Regions from separate parts of the Sus scrofa genome. Here region 2 is linked to region 1. A link is a contact called in public HiChIP or PLAC-seq data. All regions are on one chromosome and are shown on one strand. The core of a region is the stretch at or near the end of the contact, and the rest is flanking DNA. Distances in the headings are between cores, read along the strand shown.

Region 1 (3,796 bases), core at 824-3,323:
GGTCCTGGTGACTGACAGCCATTTTCTTAATGTTTACAAAATGAGGGGAAGTGTTTCCTACAAGTAACGCCACATTCTTTCTGAGTGTTAACAGAAGTCTCAAGCTGATTCTCACCTTGGTGGGCTGCAGCTGTCTTCTATCTTCTCTCCTGGAGACTGAGGCACAAAGGCAGTCACCCCAAGTCGGACTTGTGTGCCAGGCTCCGTGTCCACTGTCTGTCTGTCTGCCTGGAGGGACAGTATGGCCTTTCACAAAGCCTTGGAAGGAGGTTCTATGTTTTATTATGGTCGGCCTTATTCCTTTAGGATGAGACTCATAATTCTGAATGATAATGAGGCATAGGAGATGTTGAGCCCCTCGAAGACCAGGTTTTATTTCCCTGCAGGACTACCCACTTTGTGGCAGAGTGTCCAAGACAGCATGGATGCGGTATGAGTTAAAGGATCGAATGAGGCAATTCAGAAAAAGGCGGATCGCCTTTACAAGGAAACTAGATAACTACAAAGCGCTTTCTCTCTCTCTCTCTCTTTTTTTTTGCTTTCTAGGGCCACATCCTCGGCATATGGTAGTTCCCAGGCTAGGAGTCGAATCAGAGTTACAGCCGACAGCTTACGCCACAGCCACAACAACTCGGGATCCGTGCCTCATCTGCGACCTACACCACAGCTCACAGCAACACCGGATCCTTAACCCACTGAGCGAGGCCAGGGATCGAACCCGCAACCTCATGGATCCTAGTTGGATTTGTTAACCGCTGAGCCCCAAAGGGAACTCCCACAAATCACTTTCTTGTGTGTGACAATATCACAAGGAGTGAGTGTCCTTGAGGAGAGTGTTAACACGCGCGCCTGTGGGTAAGGGTTGTAGAGGAGCTGAGGGAGCAAGCACAGGCCTGGCCTAATTAGAACTGTCTCCCAGTCTGAATGACATACAGATCGCTTTGTTGACTAAATGGTTAGAAAGTGAGGTCTCTGAGGCAAAAGCCAGTGGACTTGTGATTGCTCTGTTTAGATAATAGAAGTTCAGAGAGGAACAGCCACTCTCCAGAAGGTACAGGCAGCTAGGGGTGTCCTCACTCAGGCCAGAGGACCCCAGGAGGCCACCAAGGCTGTGAGTGTCAGGTGAGGTGGGCAGGAGTTAAAATCCAGCCCATCCCTGAATTCTCAAAGTTGAGAAAAGAAAGTCGTTGGAGTTCCTGCTGTGGTGCCGTGGGATCAGCAGGGTCTCTTGCAGCATCAGGACACAGGTTCGATTCCCAGCCTGGCACATTGGGTTAAAGGATCCCCCCGCCCCTTGCCACAGCTGCAGTATTGGTCACAACTGCGGCTCAGATCTGATCTGTGGCCTGGGAACTCCATGTGCTGCTGGGTGTTCAAAAAGGTTTAAAGAAAAAAAAAAAAAAAGAGGTCTTTGTTTCTTTGAAATCCGTATGTATCTCTGGAATCACTGTAGGTATTTTGTTAGGAACTGTCTCGAGTACCCAAACAGCAATGCTTATAATCAGAGCAAATTTCTTTTAAATTAGTCCAGCTGCACTCAGACATGACTGTATGTAATGACATTGAGCCACAGGAAAACTTGGGCTGGAAATACACATTTCTCTCCTGGATTCTAGACTGAAAAGCAGTGGCAGCCCAATCACTGTGGCCATTTAACACAGCCCAAGTGCTTTGCCATGTCACCAAACAGCCAAAAGGCTCTATGCATTACAAGGAAGGAAAAGGCGTTTTGAAAGTACAGGCAGTTCTACCAAAATTGTACATGTTCCCCTTTCTCCAACTGGGTTCTTTTTATCATGCCGGGTGTGTTAAAGCTGTAGTCCATGATGCCTTTATGTGTATAGGTCATGGCATTGTAAGTATTTTCTTGGTCTTTAAAAATAAACCTGGGGTGGGAAGTTGAACCTGCATGGTAACCACAGGCAAGCAAATGCAAGCGCAGCAGCGGAGAAAGTCAAAATCACGGTTTCCATGGTAACGAGTAACTTGGCTGTGCAGTACACATTTCTCAAGAAATAACATTCAACAGACTACCGAGTGATAAAAATTGCTCCACCGGCACACAAAGGTAGATTTCCCAATGAATTCGTCTGTTGTAACCAGCCCTGGGCAGGGAACCCGAGTCCAAGTCCCGACCTCTGAATCAGCGTCTTGTTGATGGTGAAAATGAGTTTTTGTGGGATTGATTCCATCTCTTTCTTCTCTCCTTGGCAGATATATGTTGGGGAAAGGAGGAAAACGGAAGTTTGATGAGCATGAAGATGGGCTGGAAGGCAAAATCGTGTCCCCCTCCGACGGTCCGTCCAAGGTGTCTTACACCTTACAGCGCCAGACTATCTTCAACATTTCCCTTATGAAACTCTACAACCACAGGCCCCTCACAGAGCCCAGCTTGCAAAAGACTGTGCTCATCAACAACATGCTGCGGCGGATCCAGGAGGAGCTGAAGCAGGAAGGCAGCCTGAGGCCCGCGTTCCCCGCCTCCTCACCGCCTGACCCGAGGGGCGCCGGCTTGGGCGCTGGCTCCCGGGAGGCACCGCCTGCCTTCAGCGCCCCCGCGGCCCCGCCCGCGCCCCCCTGCGAGCTGGGCGGCCCCGCGCCCCTAGAGGCCTGCCTCACCCCTGCCTCGCTGCTTGAGGACTACGATGACACTTTTTGCACTTCCCCCGCCGCGCCGCCCGTGGCCCCCGCCCGACTCGCGCCTCCTGCCCTCCCGCCGGAAAAGGACAGCTTCTCCTCCGCCCTGGACGAGATCGAGGAGCTCTGTCCCACACCTACCTCCGCGGAGGCCGCGACGGACGGCTCGAAAGGGGGCTCCGGTGGGGCCGGCGCTCAGAGACCCGAGGGGGACTCCCGGCCCGACGACCCCAAACTGATGGACTCCCTGCCCGGCAACTTCGAGATCACCACGTCCACGGGGTTCCTGACGGACTTGACCCTGGACGACATCCTGTTTGCCGACATCGACACATCCATGTACGACTTTGACCCCTGCACGTCCGCATCGGGGACATCCTCGAAAATGGCCCCGGTGTCGGCGGACGACCTCCTCAAGACGCTGGCACCCTACAGCAGCCAGCCAGTCACCCCGAGCCAGCCTTTCAAGATGGACCTCACAGAGCTGGACCATATCATGGAGGTGCTGGTCGGGTCCTGAGCCCCGCGGCCGCGCCCCTGCACCCCGACAGCTCTCCGCACTGTGCATGCACCCTTGCTTGCCTTTTTCCAAGAAAAGAAACATTCTACAAAAGGATCACACTAGTTTTTGCTTTGAGCAGAGTTGGAGTGCCTTCATCCACGTATGACCACTTTTTAATATGCTCTTTTGAGTGGTTCCTCGGAGACCTACTACCCGGGAATAGGAAAGAATACATTTGAAGACAATGTCGCTATATTGAATGACAAAAATAAACAGTTCAAGTGAAGCACAAGGAATAAGTTGGAAAAGTTGTAAATTGCATGTGCATATTTGTCTATTTTTTCTATAAGTTTTATTGCAAGAGGTAAAAAAAGAAAATATATATATATTATTTAGATAATCTCAGTACCTTTTCTGGCATTTTCGCCCTGTATAGGTTGACTTGGCAATTCAGCCTTTTTAGAGGCATTAACTACTCCTCGTAAGTGTTGCATTTACATGGCTGTTTAGAAACTGCTGCCCAAATTTATTTTATATTTTTGTACAGATTCCGCAGTTTATGATATTGTTTTTCTAAAAACAAATGCTGTTTATACATATGAGATAGCTATTTTGATAGGATTTGCTCACATAGTTCCTGCAAACTTCAGATGTACA
Region 2 (3,798 bases), core at 755-3,254, 500 kb after region 1:
AATACTTAAACAAGTTATACTTGAGCTGCCTATGACTTGCAAATGAAAATGTATTAATAAAAGAAGCAGAAGACTGGGTCAAGGGAGGAAAAGTACAGTGAAGGATGCAAATAGTGCAGGATATGATAGAAGAATGGAAGGGCCTATCTCTTGGGTAGAAACCAAGGAAGACAGGGAGAAGAGGTATGCTGAGTTTGGCTGGATGTAAAGATTTTGCCAAAATTAGTCTCTTCTCTTGGACTGGGAATTGAGTGTAATTAGCATTGTGCTAGGTTTAAATGAGGTTTAAATTAACTCTAATGTGTAGAAGAAGCTCAAGGCTCAGCCAAGAACCCAAAGCTAGTAGCTGGCAGAGGTAAGTCAAGTTTGACTCTAGTGCTCAAGTCTTTTCCGCTATTTCCCCCATTGCTACTTGATGTCAAAGGGGTGGAAATAACCAGATCTACCCCCTCATCAGTCCTTCCCAACCTCAGTCCAGGACAGCAGGGAAGACTGGCTGGGTGGGTAGGATTGTTTTCCCCTGGATAATGGACGGTCTACCTACAGGATGGCAGCACTGTGTTTGGGGTACAAAGCACGGATAAGCCACCGGCTAGCCGCAGGGGCAAGACAGCTTACAAAACCAACATCAGCACAAAGCAAAGGGATAAGCCCAAGACACACCAAGGAGGAGAAGTGGCTCGAAGATTCCTGGTAAGATGAAAAGTATTGAATGTTCATTGTCAAGCACTGCATATTAGATTCTGTGCGTCAGCATTTTTTTTTCATTTCAGAAGCTTTTATTTTTCTTATTTTTTAAATAGTTCATGCTTACACATGGTACAAACGCAGTAAGGTACAAAAGGTATACCGTGAAAAATAAATCTTTCACCTCTATCCCCCAGCTACCCTCCCTGGAGGCATTCAGTGTTGACAGAATTGATCCCTGCCCTCCCCTCCCCCCTCTGGAGGTGCAGAAACTGCGTTTTCTTCATGCAACGAAAATACAGACCTTTCTAATGCGGCAAATTTGAAATGGATACATTAAAAAATATATCAGATTTACAAACGTTTTATATATATATATATATATATATAGTAACTGTATTGTCTATAATGACTTCTTGCTCAAAAGTTCCCATTGATGTAGGTGGAAAACACTCGATCTTGCCAATTAAAAACACCTCGGTCCTTAAACCAGTCTCCCTTGGGAAATCACTGGCTTTCGGGGTTTCTCTCTCATCCCAGGGTTCTCCTCTCCCCTTCCCTTTCCCCGAATGTTGCCCAGGTGGCAGGCACACTACAGGGGAGGTGCAGGGAAGGCCTGCCAACTGCCAGGCTTTCCTGGCCTCAAGGCTTTGGTGAGTAAATTGTTCTCTCTGGCCTTTGGGTTACCGTGATTCCAGCTACTCACTGGGATCTGAAGGTCGCACACCTTATACCTTCTTGGCCCAAGGCCAGGCCTCTTCCAGCCCATTCACCCCGCCAACCTCCATCATTCCCCGACAGGGTCTCCTGACAACCACGCACAGACCCGGGAACTGGGAGCACGGTCTCCAGGCCTCTGGTTGCCCAAACCTAACATTTCCACCTCTCTGCAGTTGGCCTGGTTCCAAAGGGGAACACAGGGTCCACACCTCTCCTGAACTTAGGGCTCCGCCACCCCTCCTCTGGGGCACCCTGTGCTTATACCCTCTGACTCTCACAGCTTCCTGGCTGCTGCTTAAACTTTTATCTTCCCTGACAGTCATGGGAAAATGGCTCTCACGTCACATCCTGTGTTCTTCCTGGCACTGTCTGTGACCTGCTTGGGGTGGGGGCAGTCCTCCAAGCTCCGCCTCATCCGTGTATAGTTACATATATTTTTCATTTAGCCAAGTCTGGCTTTTACGAATCAAAAGCACTTAATTTCAAACTATTGTCTTCCTATGAATTTTTTTAAATCCTGTTTTGAAACTCAAAGCTAAATGATGACCTATGCACTCTTGGCTGGGTTTTTTTCCTCCCCGTGACTCAAAGCATGACATTGACTCAATGGGTGGGTGAGCCATGGGGACAGGGCTGATTGGGAAGGCAAACATGCTGATTGAGTATCTCATAAATGTTATCTCCATTACATCAGCATAAGGTTTCCAGTGCTCAGAGGAAGCCAATGTCAGTGTGGTAAATGTTACCAAGTTTTCAGTTGTGATGTTGGGTACACCCACTTCATGTGAAAACTTCATGGTCCGCAAACTGAGTATAAGCAAAACCTAATTGTGTGAATTCTGCCATTATCCACCCAGTTAGGCAGTACAAGCGTGAGTCATTCTGGATTCCTCTCTTTTCTTCGCACCCCATATATCCATCTGCTATTCAGAACCATCAAAGGGAAGGGGAGACTTTTTCTGATAGTCACCAAAGCGGCGTATGGGCCAGCAGTAGAAGCCCATGTCTGTCATTGGACTTTCTGCCATTGTCTCCTCCCTGGTCTCCTTGCTTCTATGTTTGACTTCCTACAATCTCTTCTCCACAAAGCAGCCAGACTTATCTTTTAAAATATAATTTAGGAGTTCCCGTCGTGGCGCAGTGGTTAACAAATCCGACTAGGAACCCTGAGGTTGCGGGTTCGGTCCCTGCCTTTGCTCAGTGGGTTAACAATCCGGCGTTGCCATAAGCTGTGGTGTAGGTCGCAGACGCGGCTCGGATCCCGTGTTGCTGTGGCTCTGGCATAGGCCGGCGGCTACAGCTCCGATTAGACCCCTAGCCTGGGAACCTCCATTTGCCACAGGAGCAGCCCAAGAAATAGCAAAAAGACAAAAAATAAAAAAAATTAAAAAATAAAATAAAATATAATTTAGATCTTATCACTTCCCAGCTTCCTTGCCTTAAACCCTCCAATAGCTTCCTATCACTCTTTGAACTGACTCCATCTCCCTCTTCAGCCTTACCTCCTCATCTCCTTCCAAACCTTCCCCCTTACTCTGCTCCAGCCACACTGCCCACCTTTCTGCCCTCAAATACACCAGCCTCATTTTGACCCCAAGGCCTTTGCACTTACTCTTTCTTTATTAGCAAAACTCTTCCCTAGATTGTCATACTGCTGCCTCCTTCTCAGCCTTCAGGCCTCAACTCAGATGTCGTCAAGCAGCCACATCCCACCCCAGGTACCACTGACCAAATTACTCTATTTATCTTCGTAGCCCTTAGTTCCTGAAATTGTATTATTTATTTACATGTTTATTACCTATCTCCTCCTCACTTGGAATGTAACCACCTTGGACAAGAGTTTGATTTGCCTTCCTCAGAATGATATTTTTGCGTTAAACAGTGCCTGGCGCATAATAAACAGTATGTATGTGTGGACCAAAACCAACTTATTTCATCCAAAGGAGAAAAGGAGAAAGACAACATTTTTTAACCTGACAAGCACTCATAGATACCTTTTTATTAGATTCCCATTTAGAAGAAATCATTCATTTCTACTAGTTTCTATGTAAGGGAACCATAAGATTAATGTGGCTTTCTAAAGAGAAACTTGGCTGCAAGACAGAACTAGCATCTATATTTATGTCACAGAAAAGCTGCTTTTTCAGACAATCAAGTCAGATCAAAGTATAAATTGTTAGCCTTATTTGCCAGGTACAAAATTTGAATGATTGCATGTGTGCTGCTGTGTGCTTTACCTGCTGCAGATCATCGGCTATTTTAAGGTTCCCTGATTGCTAAAAGTTGTTTACTCGATTTCTTTCATTTTAAGTGTGGCTGGAGAGGCAGGGCTGCTCAGAGGCAAGATATAAAAAGAGAGGCAACTTTACTGATTTTTCAGGCACTCTATAA

Evidence for each region. HiChIP or PLAC-seq counts read pairs in DNA pulled down with a chosen protein or histone mark.
Region 2: a contact with region 1 is called in an H3K27ac HiChIP or PLAC-seq map of alveolar macrophages. The contact joins two enhancer-like sites. A contact is called at or near these places in 1 of 47 Hi-C or Micro-C datasets (embryonic fibroblasts) and 1 of 2 datasets of contacts at active chromatin or transcription factors (alveolar macrophages).

What each region holds. Positions count from the first base shown.
Region 1 is chr3:77,309,923-77,313,718 of Sscrofa11.1, forward strand. It overlaps SERTAD2 (SERTA domain-containing protein 2), which reads left to right. Exons shown (of 2, transcript XM_005662514.3): 2 at 2,215-3,796. The coding sequence starts at 2,219. The coding sequence ends at 3,157. Among named protein-coding and RNA genes, the nearest start is that of AFTPH, 110 kb to the right of the region's middle. Within about 2 kb of position 2,074, at least 9 of the 83 cell types and tissues checked have an H3K27ac peak or open chromatin away from gene starts, as enhancers often do. A contact at or near this core is called in alveolar macrophages, where this site is marked.
Region 2 is chr3:77,813,542-77,817,339 of Sscrofa11.1, forward strand. No RefSeq gene overlaps it. Among named protein-coding and RNA genes, the nearest start is that of VPS54, 41 kb to the right of the region's middle. Within about 2 kb of position 2,005, at least 27 of the 83 cell types and tissues checked have an H3K27ac peak or open chromatin away from gene starts, as enhancers often do. A contact at or near this core is called in alveolar macrophages, where this site is marked.